Regions from separate parts of the Anas platyrhynchos genome. Here region 1 is linked to region 2. The links are chromatin contacts, called in public Hi-C maps. All regions are on one chromosome and are shown on one strand. The core of a region is the stretch at or near the end of the contact, and the rest is flanking DNA. Distances in the headings are between cores, read along the strand shown.

Region 1 (6,891 bases), core at 2,784-5,283, 86 kb after region 2:
TGCTGCTGTCCTTAGTCAAACTGCACTGGGTTGCCTCAGTAGAGCTGATATGTAGGAAGGTATCCTCACTAGAAGGCAGAGTACTTGTTGCAAACAAGGTGGAACGCTTTTTTCTCTGTGTAACATGCCCTTTTGAGAGACGATCACAGAATTGTTTCACCATCTCATCATCCTCATATGGAAGTGGCTGACTTTCCCAAGCAAGTGCTGGCAAATCACTGAGATTTTGTTGAGTGGTGCACAAGGATTCTGTTGGAAAGACAAAATTAATTCCTAAGACTGAGGAACATATCAGGCAAAAGTCAGGTTTCTCAGTACCACTAGACACACGTCCTGCATACTACCAGGAAGCCTGAAGATAGAAAAGGCAGGGTTTTGTTCCACAGGGACTCCCCAAACTCACCATAGTAACAGAATTGCTCAGCTGACTTTGCTCAGAACACAAAGGCAACCTGAAGCAAAACGCCTTAAACAGCCCTAATATTTAGGGATGCTCAGGATCTATATGAAAGTTATTCATATGGCAAAGCCACATGGAACAGGAGCTGTGCACCCAGTTATGTTCTGGGGAATAGCACCTTCAAGCACTTCCGAAAAATCTTATGTAAGCTCAGTCCCTATTATTCGGGAAAACTAATGAGTAGTCTTGAGATACTGCAAATGTCAGTCATTCCCACTGAGACATCCCATTCTGGGATACCCCGAGCTCTGGTAGTATCAGTGTCACTGGAGCGCATAGTTCCTAACTGTAATTAGAAGCTACCAGGGCAATAGTTAGGAGCGAAGGGGAGCTATGGTACTACACTCATACACAACATCTACACACATACCAAATCATACCAGAACAACCACAGAAGATGCACATACCTCCAGAGAGAGAAGAGCCAAGGAAAACTTCTTGTGCTTCCATTGCTTCACTCTGCTTATTCTTATTTTCTTCCTGGTGGGACTGAGGCTTCTTAGCAAGCTGTGATGGCAAAGCATCTTTGGAGACAACAGGCACAATTTCCTGAGGCTTATCAGAAGCAGATCTCCGAAGACTGACCAAGGACTTCCGTACAGCTGTGGAGCTGCCGCCTTGCTGTCCCCCATCACGTGGCTTTGAAACAGGCACCCTCAGTGACATCAGCTCACCACTGGTGAGAAAAAACAGCAGTAGAACATGTTTCATACCTGCAACAGGCCTCAGAAGCCAAAAGAACAGGGAGGCAACGGAGTGACCATCCCTGGGGGTGTTTAAGGAAAGATTGGATGTGGTGCTTAGGAACATGGTTTAGTGGGGTGACAGTGGTGGTAGGACCAGATGATATTGGAGGCCTTTTCCAGCCTTAATGATCTATGATCTACTGTCTGTGAAGCAACTCAGAACATGGGCTGGGGAAGAAAACTTTTTTCTCTGTGGCTGGTGAAAACTATCTGAAAGTCATGTGTTGCAGTGGGTTTATGTGGCAAGGTTTTAGTAGCAGAGGGCTGCAAGGGTGGCCTTTCTGAGAATCCAGAAGCTGCCTCTTGTTGAATAAGGGCCAGTTTCAGACAGCTCCAAACAGACCCACCACTGTCCAGAGCCAAGCCACTAAGCAATGTTGTTTGGACCTCTGTGAGAACATATTTAAGAAAGGAAAAAAAACTGCTGCACATCAGCAGCTGGCAGAGAGGAGTGAGAACCAGCCCTGCAGACCCCAAGTCAGTGCAGCAGGAGGGCAGGAGGTGCTCCAGGCACACAGCAGCAGTTCCCCTGCAGCCTGTGGAGAGGCCCCTGGTGGAGCAGGCTGTCCCCCTGCAGCCCATAGGTCCCACATGGTGCAGATCTCCATGATGCAGCCTGTGGAAGAGCCCCCGGGGGAGCAGGTGGACGTGGCCTGGAGGAGGCTATGGCCCATGGAGAGCCCCCACAGGAGCAGGGGGCTGGGGGGAGCTGCCACCCACCTGTGGGGGACCCGTGCTAGAGCAGTTTGCTCCTGGGGGATGGATGGACCCAGTGGTACGGAGCTGTGTGGGAGCTGTTCTTGAAGAGCTGCTGCCTGTGGGAAGCCCCTGCAGGATCCATTCAGGCAGGACAGCATCCTGTGGGAGGGACTGTGAAGGAGCAGCAGAAGCAAAGTGCTATGGACTGACCACAGACCCCATTCCCCTGTGCCGCTTGGGGCAGAGGAGGTGGAAGATGGTGGATGGAAGAAAGAGTTCTTAGTTTGTTTTCTTTGTTTCTCACTTCTCTAGCTTTTTAGTAATAGGCAATAAATTTTATTAGTCTCCCTATGCTGAGCCTGTTTTGCCCATGACAATACATTGTCAAGTGATCTCCCCATCCTTATCTCAACCCTTGAGCCCTTTTCATCATTATTTTCTCCCCCTTTCCCTTTGACGAGGGGGAGTGAGAGCATTGTGGTAGAGCTCAACTGCCCAGTTGGTTAAAACCACCACATGTGTTTTCAAACACAGGAGGGAGAAGGGTAAATTCATACAAAGACTTGGCACTATGGGAAGTAAGACAAGAAATGGCAGCAGAAAGACACAGGGTAAAGGAAAATACCAAACTGGTGTTCTAAAGAAGGTATCTTATGGGAAAGAGACAACTGGGCACACACAAAACACAAGGAATTCCAGAATCGGACATTTTAAGGCCCACCTCACAAAATGACCATCTGCACTACTGTCAAACCAACTATCTTCAGTTATGCTGCTCTTCCGGCCATGGGACAGGGACGAAGGACTTGTACGGAACTGTAGAACAGAGAAATAGAAGGTTGGTTTAGAGCTCTTGCAATCACCTGTGCAGCCCTTGCACAGAGACAGCAGCAACTCAGTTTCACCCAGAAAACTGTCAAATATACCAATTACCCTCTTCAGTTTAAAACTGCACAACCAGAGGTCCCATCCTCCCGCTCCAATGTTTCAAAAGAACGGAGTCCTTTGCAGAAGGCTGCTTGTCCAACTTCCAGGAGGGTATTTTCAGGCACAGGCCTTGGCTCATACAGCTATTTGCTGGTTTACAGAAGTCATTTACTACAAGTTATGCTCAATGAATTGCAGCAGAGTCAGATTCTGCCTCCACAGACTTAAGAATATACTTTAGGTAGTTCAGATAATCTGAGACTAGGAAGAAGGTTTTCCCCAACACCCCAAATGACATAACATAGGTGAAATGTCTTGTTCCCTATTCCAAGTCACCATAGCAACAGACAGCACCAGCATGCAAAAATCACAACCTGGCCTAAGCAGAAGTCGCCCGGTCAATACAGCCAATGACCCAGAGGAAGACAGCTTATAACTGTAGCCTCTGCTGTGGAAGTTACCCAAGATCCAACCCTAAAAATCATTAGCACCAACCTTAAAATGAGAATGCAGCCAGCAAGCAAGCCAAGAAAAACAGAAGAAACATCAAACACTTGAAGGGACACAACGCAAGAGAAACACAGCCTCATTTCTAGTACAACCAATGCACTCACATCTCCTATGGTTTACCTCAGACAGACGAGCCATCTTAACTGCAGCCACAAGGTTTTCAAGTTCTTTCATGGTGTTACTCTACATTGAGGTAATAAAGAGAGAAGCAGTAAGTGCGTTAAATCTAAATGTATGTTCCAACAATGACAAAGGTAGCCAGAAAAAAAAGTTCAGCCCTTCTGGGAAAAACACAGCTTAGAAGAAAGAATAAATACTAATATGGGGACTTGTTTCAGATGCAGAAGATACAGTCAGTGACAGCTCACACACCTCTCCCAAGACTGAGGTACTAGTGCTGCCCACCATCCCTCTCAGTGAGGGCCCCTCTGTCAGTGCCATACCAGTAAGCAGAGCTTGTGCCGCAGCACGGCATTCTGGAAGTGGCAGTGCTCCACCTCCTTCTGCAAGCTGATCTTCTCCTGGATGAGCCGCTGTGCATTGGCTTTCTCCGCATTGAGGGCCAGTGCCAGTGCTTTATTGTTGTGCTTTAGGGAAACTTTAATAGTGGAGGAGTTATCTGTAAGCAATAGATAAGTACACAAAGAATCAACATTCAAGGTCACATCCATGCCTTCCTCTTCCCAGATGAGCTTCCCCTCAGGCTCAGATCTCTACAACTCAGTAGTCCTCCACACAGTCAGCGGTATAGTTCCTTCCTATACAGAGGTAACTACTGAATTCTCCAGACAGCAGCAGAGAAGCTTTCCATAATAACCTTCCACACTTCAGACACTGACACCTTCTGCAGTCCCAGAGGGTCATGATCAGTCAGCAAGCTACTACCTCAGTTCTTAATAAATGATGGTATGGTTCAGGAGCTGAGTACAGACAGATATCTTTCTGGTTGAGGAAGTCAGCTATAGCTCTTTTCTCATCTCCATCCAAAAAGGAGAAAAACCTGCCTTCCTCTACAGCATCATTTGAGCAGATTTAAAACCTTATTTCCCAATTTAAAAATAAATAAATAGAAGTAACAATAACATCTAACTTTTTCAAGGTAATTCATATAACCCTATGCATTACTTCATCAGTATCCCCCCTCAAAAAAAAAAAAAAAAAAAAAAAAAAAAAAAAAACAGAAATTACAGTTGAGCTAGCTTCTGCAATAGGTTACATAAATATTAAAATACTTTTTACACTCAATTCTGGTGTTTGGACCCCCAGCATGGATCCTGAGGACTCAGCTGCACAAACAGAGTTACCTAATGCCATCGGAAACGCTACTAGAGCGGCCTGCAACAGCCCCAGCTGCTGTTTGAAAGCAGCATGGTCCCTCCACAGCTTGTTACACTTGTCACATTCACCTCAGGCACCTCAGGGCACTCTGCGCTCCCGGGTACTGAATTCCCCAGGCAGCCGGAGGCCGAGAAGCCGTTGTTAGCTCTCAGCTCCGGGTAAGAGGCTGCCTCCCCACCCCACCCCACCCCACCCCACCCCACCCCACCCCACCCCACCCCACCCCACCCCACCCCAGGCCAGGCCAGAGGCGCAGGTTTGACCTGCCCTGCGCCTCCACGCGTGCTGCATGGCGAGATGTACTCACTCAGGATTTTCGTTTTGATTTTCGACGCGATCGATGCGTTCAGCTTCGCGGTTCTCAAGACGCCGTTTCTCCTCTCCCGCATCCGCTCCCTCACGCCGCTCAGACTGAAGGAGAGCGCCTCGGACACCTCCTGCGATGCCATGGCTGGAGGGAGCCACACGCAGCAGGCTCAGCACCCGCAGCGAGCGCTCCCCAGCAAAGCCCTCCGCTCCTCCCGGCAAGAGCCGCCTCCCCGGCCCCTCCTGTCCCGCAGGGAAGACGCGGCCACAGGCACGGCAGCCGTGAGAGCCCCCCGAGCCCTCCGCCTGGGGAGCTGGGAAGGAGGGCCCCGAGCAGCCCGCAGATTTTTGAACGCAAACAGGGCGGCGGCAGCCCGCCCCTCGCCCCGCCCCGCCAAATGGCGGCCGCCTCCTCCGCCCACCGGCACGGGGACGGGGCGCCCAACGGCTGTGGCTCCGCCGGCTGCGGGGGCCCGGCCTCGGTCCGCGTAGGGCGAGGTTCTGGCGGCGAGCGGGGCTGCGGCGTGCAGAGAGAACCCGCGGTGCCCGTGCTGCGGGGCTAAGCCCCGGCAGGCCGCGCCGCCATGTTAGGGGCAGCCAGGGGACCCGCCGGCCACCTCAGCGCCGCCGCTGGCTGCGGGCAGCGCGCCTCAGGCGCTGCTCCTGCCGGGCCCAGGCACACAGGGCTGAAACGCTTCTAAAAACGCTTCAGAGAAGCCGGAAGATTTGTCGAAAGCACAAACCCCAAAGTTAGGGCTTGGGCAGCTGCAGAAGTCGGCACCAGGGCCCTAGCTTGTAACATCCTCCTGAAGAAAATTAAAAATATAAAGACATTTTACAGCCCTTTAAAATGTTGATAAGCCCACATCTGACAGTGTTTAAGAGACATTTGGCCACTGCCCTCATCAATATGCTTTAACTTTCGTTTTGCCCTGGAGAGGTCAGGCAGTTGGACTAGATGATCTCCAAAGGTCCCTTCCAACTGTTACCATAAACGTCAGTCAGAGAAGCTCTCTGAGACTCAGTTTGGAGTTGTAGAAAGCAGGCATTTTTTAACTGTGGTGCTGGATGTGCAGGAGATCGGATCCTTCACATAGCGTGTGTACCGAGTTGCCCAAACTATGGGGGTTATATACAATCAAATATTCATCAGATTTTTGTGAAATAGTTAACATATTCATACTATTTCCCGTAGCTCATTAAACAATGTAAATACCTCTGACACATGCATTTGTATCCACCAGTGGTCTTTTGGGGGTCTCTGGTGGTCATCGGTAGTCTTCCTCACTGTGTTCACTGGTTGAACCCAGTTCCTGTGCATGCTCAGGCTCTGTTCTTTCTTATCACACTGTTTCAGCATGCGTATTGAACTTAGACGGTTACACATCCAAGGACGTACACAGCATGACTTCCTCACCTAATCTTCTTCTGACACATCCTCCAGGCCTGGATCATCTTGCCATCACTTTGAGATACAAGTCTGTATTTTCTTACAGATGAAGCTGGTTAAGTAACACAAAGTTTCCAGACTTCCTTCTAGCTAACTAAACATAGTTTGACCTATCTGCGAATAAAGCACTTCAAATCTGATTCTTGTTCTATCAAGGAAGAGACCATTTGTCCTTTCAGCTCAGTATCAAAACTGAACTGTTCTATAAGGATTTTTTCTTTCACAGTAATTTACATTTTAGTCCAAATTTGTGCATAACTTTCCAAGCACCTTTAAGTTTATCTTCAACAAGTTGGCACTGCATATGAACATGTTAAACATTTTAAGGGGAATGTCATAAAGCAAAGCATCCAAAATAGTCTGAAGAACAGCAGCTTACAGAGGTGCAGAGGTGATTTGCTATACAAATAAGACTGGTAAAAATGCTTTCTGCCTGCTACCATGTCTGGCTGGAA
Region 2 (6,312 bases), core at 2,281-4,780:
TGCCCTGATGAGAGGGGAGCAGACTGCCTCATGGCAGCACTGAGAGCTCCCCTTAGAAGAAGGGCAATCTTCTGCACCTCCCAGGGGTACAGCCTATGGCAGGGAGCAAACTACCACAGCAAATCAGCTCAGTGTCATCATTTCCCTATCTTCTTGTCCATTTAGGTGTTACCTCACTCCTTAGAGATTAATGACAATATTTAAATCAGATTTAGCTAAATTAAATTAAAACACTGCAAACCACCTCCCGCCCCACCTTTTCCCAGCTCAGCCTCACCCACTCCCGACTCCTCCACACACACAACCCCCCCAGCAAGCAGTGCAGGGGAAGGGGGCCATGGTCAGGGCACCTCAACTTCCCTCTGCTGCTCCCACCCCCTCACGCTTTTCACCTGCTTCAGTGTGGGCCCTCTCCAAGGGCTTCAGTCATTCAGAAGAAGCTTGCTCCTGTTTGGGCTTTTTCACAGGTCACAGTTCCTATTAGGAGAACACGTTTTTGTGTGGGCTTCCCCACGGTCACTCTGGCTTTGGCATTCACAGGGCTGTTCCTCACTCTCTTTTTCCCTTTGCTGTCTTCCTTAAGTGCTTTTTCACACAGACACCACCAGCTTTGCTGATGGGCTCAGCTGTGCCCTGAAGGAGGTTCATTGGAGCCAGCTGTGACCAGCACATGGCAACCCTTGGCCACCTCCCACACTCCACAGACCAGTTCTCTACCTCTAGAAAGCAATCAGCCTGTTAAAAAAATACAATTTAAAGAAGTACTTTCAGACCAGTAATTTTCACCCTGCTCAGCCTACTGCCCCTCTCCCTGACTTCAGTGTAATCCAAAAGAAGTTTTGCCTAGAGTGCTGTTGCGATGAATGGGCTAGAAGTGTGCGAGGAGGATGGGATCAGAACAGGAAACTAGCATAGAGGGTTGTAAATATGCTCAAGTGACCTTGAAGCTGGGAATGCATGAAGTCTGGGGAGCAGCAATGCAGAAAAAAACGAGTTATGTCTGCTGTTGTTTGTGCTTGAGCTCTGGGCTTTGGTACAGGAAAAAAAAAAAAAAAGCAGTGAGAATCACAGCATGGTGGTAAAAACTGTGCCTGCACAATGAACAGGTTTTGTAAAAACAGGTGAAACCAGGAGGCCAGCAATCTCCTAGGATGGACCTTGTTTAGTGGTTCCTGCATTCTCACTTGTGTGCCTGTGCTCACATACCTCTGCTCAGGTGCTGCTTCAGGGATCCCCCAATTGAAAAGGTAACGAGAATAAATCTACTCTGTATTTTAGCTGAGTCTGGTTGTTCCTGTTGCCTGCCTGTGCTGACTCACACAAGCACAAGTTTATCTTTTACTGAGTATCAACAGTCATACCTGGAAGTACTGATGCTGTTTGGTCCTATACTTGTTAGGGAGCTGGACTTAGTTCCTTTTGCATCAGATCTCTATCATTCTGGAATTCATTGTGAACAAACCAAGAGAAGCCCCTCAAGTTCTGCTGCTCAACCTTATAAAGGCAGCACCACCCTAAGTTGAGCATCCCACCTTTTTCCTTGCTCACACACCTGTGCTGTGACAGCTTCTGATGCAGTTCTGTACAGCAGTAGACAACAGAAACCAAACACACCTGGCAAAAGTGAGGATGTCATATAATGGAAGCGAAGTCCTTACATTTCAGGTTGAGGTTAACAGTCTAAGAACCAACAAGGCCCCTTCCCAGATCTAATCACACATCATTTTTAGCTGTAAGAGAGGAAGTTATTATATACTAGAAACATGAAGCAACCCAGACAAGCCATTAGCTTTCAAACCTCCTTGGATGATCATTATCATCATTAAATCTTACCCATTTAAGAGAAAACTACAGAAATACCTGGAGAAGTTTTCTAAGAATGCTCCACCTCTTGGAAGAATTGGTCCACAGAAACATCACCACCTGGTGGACAAAACTGGCTCCCTGTCTCACACAGCACTATGTTATAAAGCAGCTGGGGAGAAGGTGGGAGAAGAGCACGACAGGTTATTTGCATATTCTATAAACACTGACCTGGAAAGCTGCTCAGAGGTCCTGCTCCATCAGAAGATCCAAGCTGCAAGGCAGAGAGATGACAAACATGCTTACACTGCACGCAAAGCAGGCAACCTCCAGCAGAGCAGGCACTGGGCTTGGCCTCTGATCAGGACAGTGGGATTCTACAAGAGACAGAACTTCACCACATGGAACGGACCCAAGTATATTTTAGTCACTTTATTTGCATTTTTATCTATATACATTACACTTTGATTCTCCAAGTACTCAAAGCAGTTACTCTCAAATAGTTTAGTACATCAATCTTATAAAATACAGTTGAACCAAGGTAGATTAGAAATACATACATTATGATACATGAAGTGCTTTGAATAATGGTTAGTCTGGCCTCCTGCTAGTGAGTGATTAATTTGGTTTTGGTCATTCTCACAGAGGACAGCCCACTCCACAGGTAACTCCACCTGAGCCCAGTGGAGCTCCTTAACTAGCAAGAGTCCCTCATGTGTGCTTTTGGGGAACAGAGCGCAGCCCTGGGCTACTGCAAGGCAACCTGCTGTCTACACGACTTGAAACAAGTCATTGCTTCTGAATGGGACGAGATTTAGATATTTGTCACAAGGCCTCAGTTCAAGACAACAGATGAGCCAGTGCAACTCTGGAAAAAAAACATAGTCTTACAGTGCATTTACAACTGGATTTTGTTTATGCATACACACACTACACCTGCATTACAAGGAAATAAAATGCTCTAATCAAAGGGCTTATTTAATACCCAAGCCACTCCATTAAGACATCCTTAGGCGTGCTGCAGGGACACAGGCCTACCAGCCCCACAAGAAGGATCTCTTCTGCGTGAACTACTGTTCTCCTTTCAAGAACATCAGCTTTGTAGCAAGTGAAATGCTAGGACAACTCTTAATCTGAAAAGGAAACATCTGGGCCATCTGTTCAATTTCTGGGACTTGAACTAGCAATGCTTCCAGTTTTAGGTTACATGGCACCCAAAGATGTCCCAATTCCAGTTAATGCTGCTGTTTCACCCATGACTAGTAGCTTGCTACCTACTCCAGGCTGGTCAGTACTAGTCTATCAGCCACATCCTGACCAAAAGGTAGCTGTTGATTCCAGCCCAAGACCTCTCCAAATGCTATGATTTCAGCCCAAGACTGCAATTCAAACAACTGGGCTCTGCATTCACAGGCTGCAGAACAGCTGGCCAAAGGGGAGGGTTCTCCCATTTTGTCCAGTGCCAAAGGCCTCACGCTATTACACACAGGGAAACATTAACTACAGTCAGATGACCAAGTTCGTTTACAGCCAGCTGCTTGGGGCTCTGGAAGACAAGCAGAACAGCCACATACCACTCCGGAGCAAGGGTTACTGGTGACAAGACCTGGCTAGCACAGCCCAGCTCTGCATCAAACTAGTGCAGATGCCATAACACTGCCCATATTCACAGTCCATCATCCACTGCACATACTAACTAAAGTGAAAGATAATCACCCACTGTTGGGTCACCTCAGATTTTGGGCAAGTCAAGTATTTTCCCTATAAACTTCAGGATAGGAAGGAGAAAGTTGACACGTGAACTATAATGGAGAACAGAACAGACTCGGGCAACATGTCATGCTCTTTCTTGCACATCAATGGACCAAGACAGAAGGCAGGAGCCACAGAAATAAGCAGCACTGAGCTGATGGACAGGTTGGTTCCTCATTATACAAATAACCAACCTGGGAGCACATTTCCGTACAGGAGATGACCTGTCTCAGAGGTAATCAGCTTCACCCGATGCCCTGTGCTGAACTGGAAGGATTCCATGCCAGAGGGAGTCAAGCAGAACTGTGTCATCTTTCCACAGCACACATCACTGAGGCCTTCCAAACCGCACCCCCAGAAACAGAGATTACATTGCACAGAGGAAGCACAAATACTTCTGTTTCTGCTGCTTCAAGGCCAGTACTTTTGCTCATCATTGGAAATGATGGTGGGGAGTAGGGAAGACTTCTTCCAACAAAAATGGCTGTTGTCTCCTGGCAGCTCAGACTTGAACTGCACTGGTTGTTCTCAGAGCCAACAATTCAGTTTTCACTGTCCTCTCCTTGCCCAATGCTGCCCAGGTGTCACTCCTGACCAGAGCCACCACCATCTGCTGCAGAAGAAAATACTGAACACAGGAGGAGGAGTGAAAAAAATGCACCTTTCAACCCACAGCTACGGTGAAGATGAAATTACCAGGCAACTGATCAGAATGAGTAAGTGGTCATAAAGAGCTATACTGTCCCAGACTCCATGTCTGAAGTCCTCTTGGAGACTGGAAGTCCAAGGACAGTATTCTTGCTTCTCAAACTTGCATTTTAAAAAAGAACAAAACAACAACAAAAACATAACTCTTATTTACTGGCCTATATTATACTGAATCTAAAAAGTAAACTTGTCACCTACAAAACAGGTAAAAATAATAAAAATGGAAAGAGGTGCTTATTTTCATAACGTAGAGATTTTCAGATCTCTGCACATCTTATCCATCATACAAGATACTTGTTAGTTCAGTTTTTTTCAGAAGAATACATTCATCTTAGTGGTGCAAAAAAAAAAAATCTAATACTGCTGAAGAAAGGTTTTTTTCCATTGGAATAGCACGGTGTGATGAGATCTAGATGCTTATTCTCATCAGCATGTCACAAACAAGAACAGCATTCTCCTGGCGAAATTTCACCATGAGGTAAATACATTGTTTCAAAGGCTTTAGGGACTGAAATGGATTTTAAGTGATCTGCCAGGCATAATGGTTTCATTAAGGAGAAAGTTGTCAATCTAAGGCTGTATGCATTTTATCTGGCAAATTGGTGACTTCTATTAAGGGAAGAGGTAACCAGCTTCATCACTATAATTAATTGAGCTTTGTTTACATAAAAGGGTATGTTTTAGTTACCCATTTCCAGGAAGCTGGGCAATATTTTTGATCAAATTCCTGTTTTGGATTGAAGGGATATGTTTGGGGTTTGCAGCATGCTGATCACTGACAAACCATTTTCATGGGATTCAGCTAAAATGAAGTTACAGAGACAGAGCTGTACTGCACTATTAAAAGATGTAGTGATTTGGAGAGTTATGGCATTTAAGGAGCTGCCTTAAAAACAAACCAAAACAAATCCACACACGCATACTTCCCCATCCTCAAGTACTGTTTACAAAACCTAGTAAAAATGGAGGCTACAAAGTGTAAGCAGGACAAGTTATTCTTGGATCCTAAACAGGTCAACTACAGATCACTGAAGAAAAAAGCAGAACTTAGGAATTAACTTCATTCTTCTCTCACTCACCCTCATGGGGTGGGAGGATATTTCACATTTGTAGTACCACACATCCACTACAGAAATGTGAGCTGTTCATATTCAACACCCCTTAAGGAATGCAAGACTTACAGAGATCATGTACTTCTACACCACCAGAACTGGATAGTAGGTTTCAGTGCTCATACATGGAGATAGCACCACCTTCCATACTGACGGAGGGAATGTCTCAATCAGTGCCCTTCAGTGGTACCTTACAGCTTAGATCCTTAACGAGGCTGGCTCACCCATCAGCCTCCAAGAGAGGATTAAAGTGCAACAAGCAAATTTCACACTCTACAACATGATGCACGTGGTCAGTGTAGACACGGAACTGCAATCCTCTTGCTTACGGCTGGGCGGGCCACAGGAAGAATGGCCTGTAACATCATTGTCCTCTTGTGCTTTCCCAATATGGGCTTTAGTTTAGCAATTCAGGCCCAGCCCTGTCCAATGGTCTGGCACCATCAGGAAATACTTGTCCATAGCTTCACAAAACCTGGTCCGGTACAGTTCTGGAGAGACCACAGTTGGCATCTTACCTAATGTGCAAGAGGCAAAAGCAGTTAGAAATAGGCTAAAGAATACACTACAGTACAGACAGGTTTCACGTGAAATTATAGCATCAGATGGTACAACAATGAAGGCATACTGTACATGGAACCAACAAGTACTGTTAGATTTTATTTAGTTTTGAAACATTTGGGAGACAAGAGATCAACGTCTGGATTCCTAACAGTGAACTCAGATGCACCAAGTTGGAGAAATTATCTAGGCTTTTTACAACCAGCCCCAGTTGATTTTTCTCCTATTTACATATCTTTACAGGCTTTCCCCACAGAAAAGCAAGTTTCTCCCAGGAAGAATTTAACTCTGTGGACATGCTCTTATCTTCTCCAGATGTCCAAGTGTTTCCCTTCCTTCCCCCCCCATCTAGACTTCCTACTAGCACGCAGCCAAT

Evidence for each region. A called contact is a pair of places that touch in the nucleus more often than the background predicts.
Region 1: a contact with region 2 is called in a Hi-C map of subcutaneous adipose tissue, with 2.6 times the contacts expected there. The contact joins two enhancer-like sites. A contact is called at or near these places in 7 of 8 Hi-C or Micro-C datasets (F1 follicle, F5 follicle, liver and 3 more).

What each region holds. Positions count from the first base shown.
Region 1 is chr7:25,951,173-25,958,063 of IASCAAS_PekinDuck_T2T, forward strand. It overlaps LOC101801770, which reads right to left. Exons shown (of 10, transcript XM_072041052.1): 2 at 4,988-5,131; 3 at 3,786-3,961; 4 at 3,463-3,525; 5 at 2,627-2,721; 6 at 1,927-2,076; 7 at 868-1,136; 8 at 1-249. The coding sequence starts at 5,129. Among named protein-coding and RNA genes, the nearest start is that of NBEAL1, 24 kb to the right of the region's middle. Within about 2 kb of position 4,034, at least 6 of the 8 cell types and tissues checked have an H3K27ac peak or open chromatin away from gene starts, as enhancers often do.
Region 2 is chr7:25,865,806-25,872,117 of IASCAAS_PekinDuck_T2T, forward strand. It overlaps PIKFYVE (phosphoinositide kinase, FYVE-type zinc finger containing), which reads right to left. Exons shown (of 42, transcript XM_027461473.3): 42 at 2,221-5,893. The coding sequence ends at 5,778. Among named protein-coding and RNA genes, the nearest start is that of PDE1A, 24 kb to the left of the region's middle. Within about 2 kb of position 3,531, at least 1 of the 8 cell types and tissues checked has an H3K27ac peak or open chromatin away from gene starts, as enhancers often do.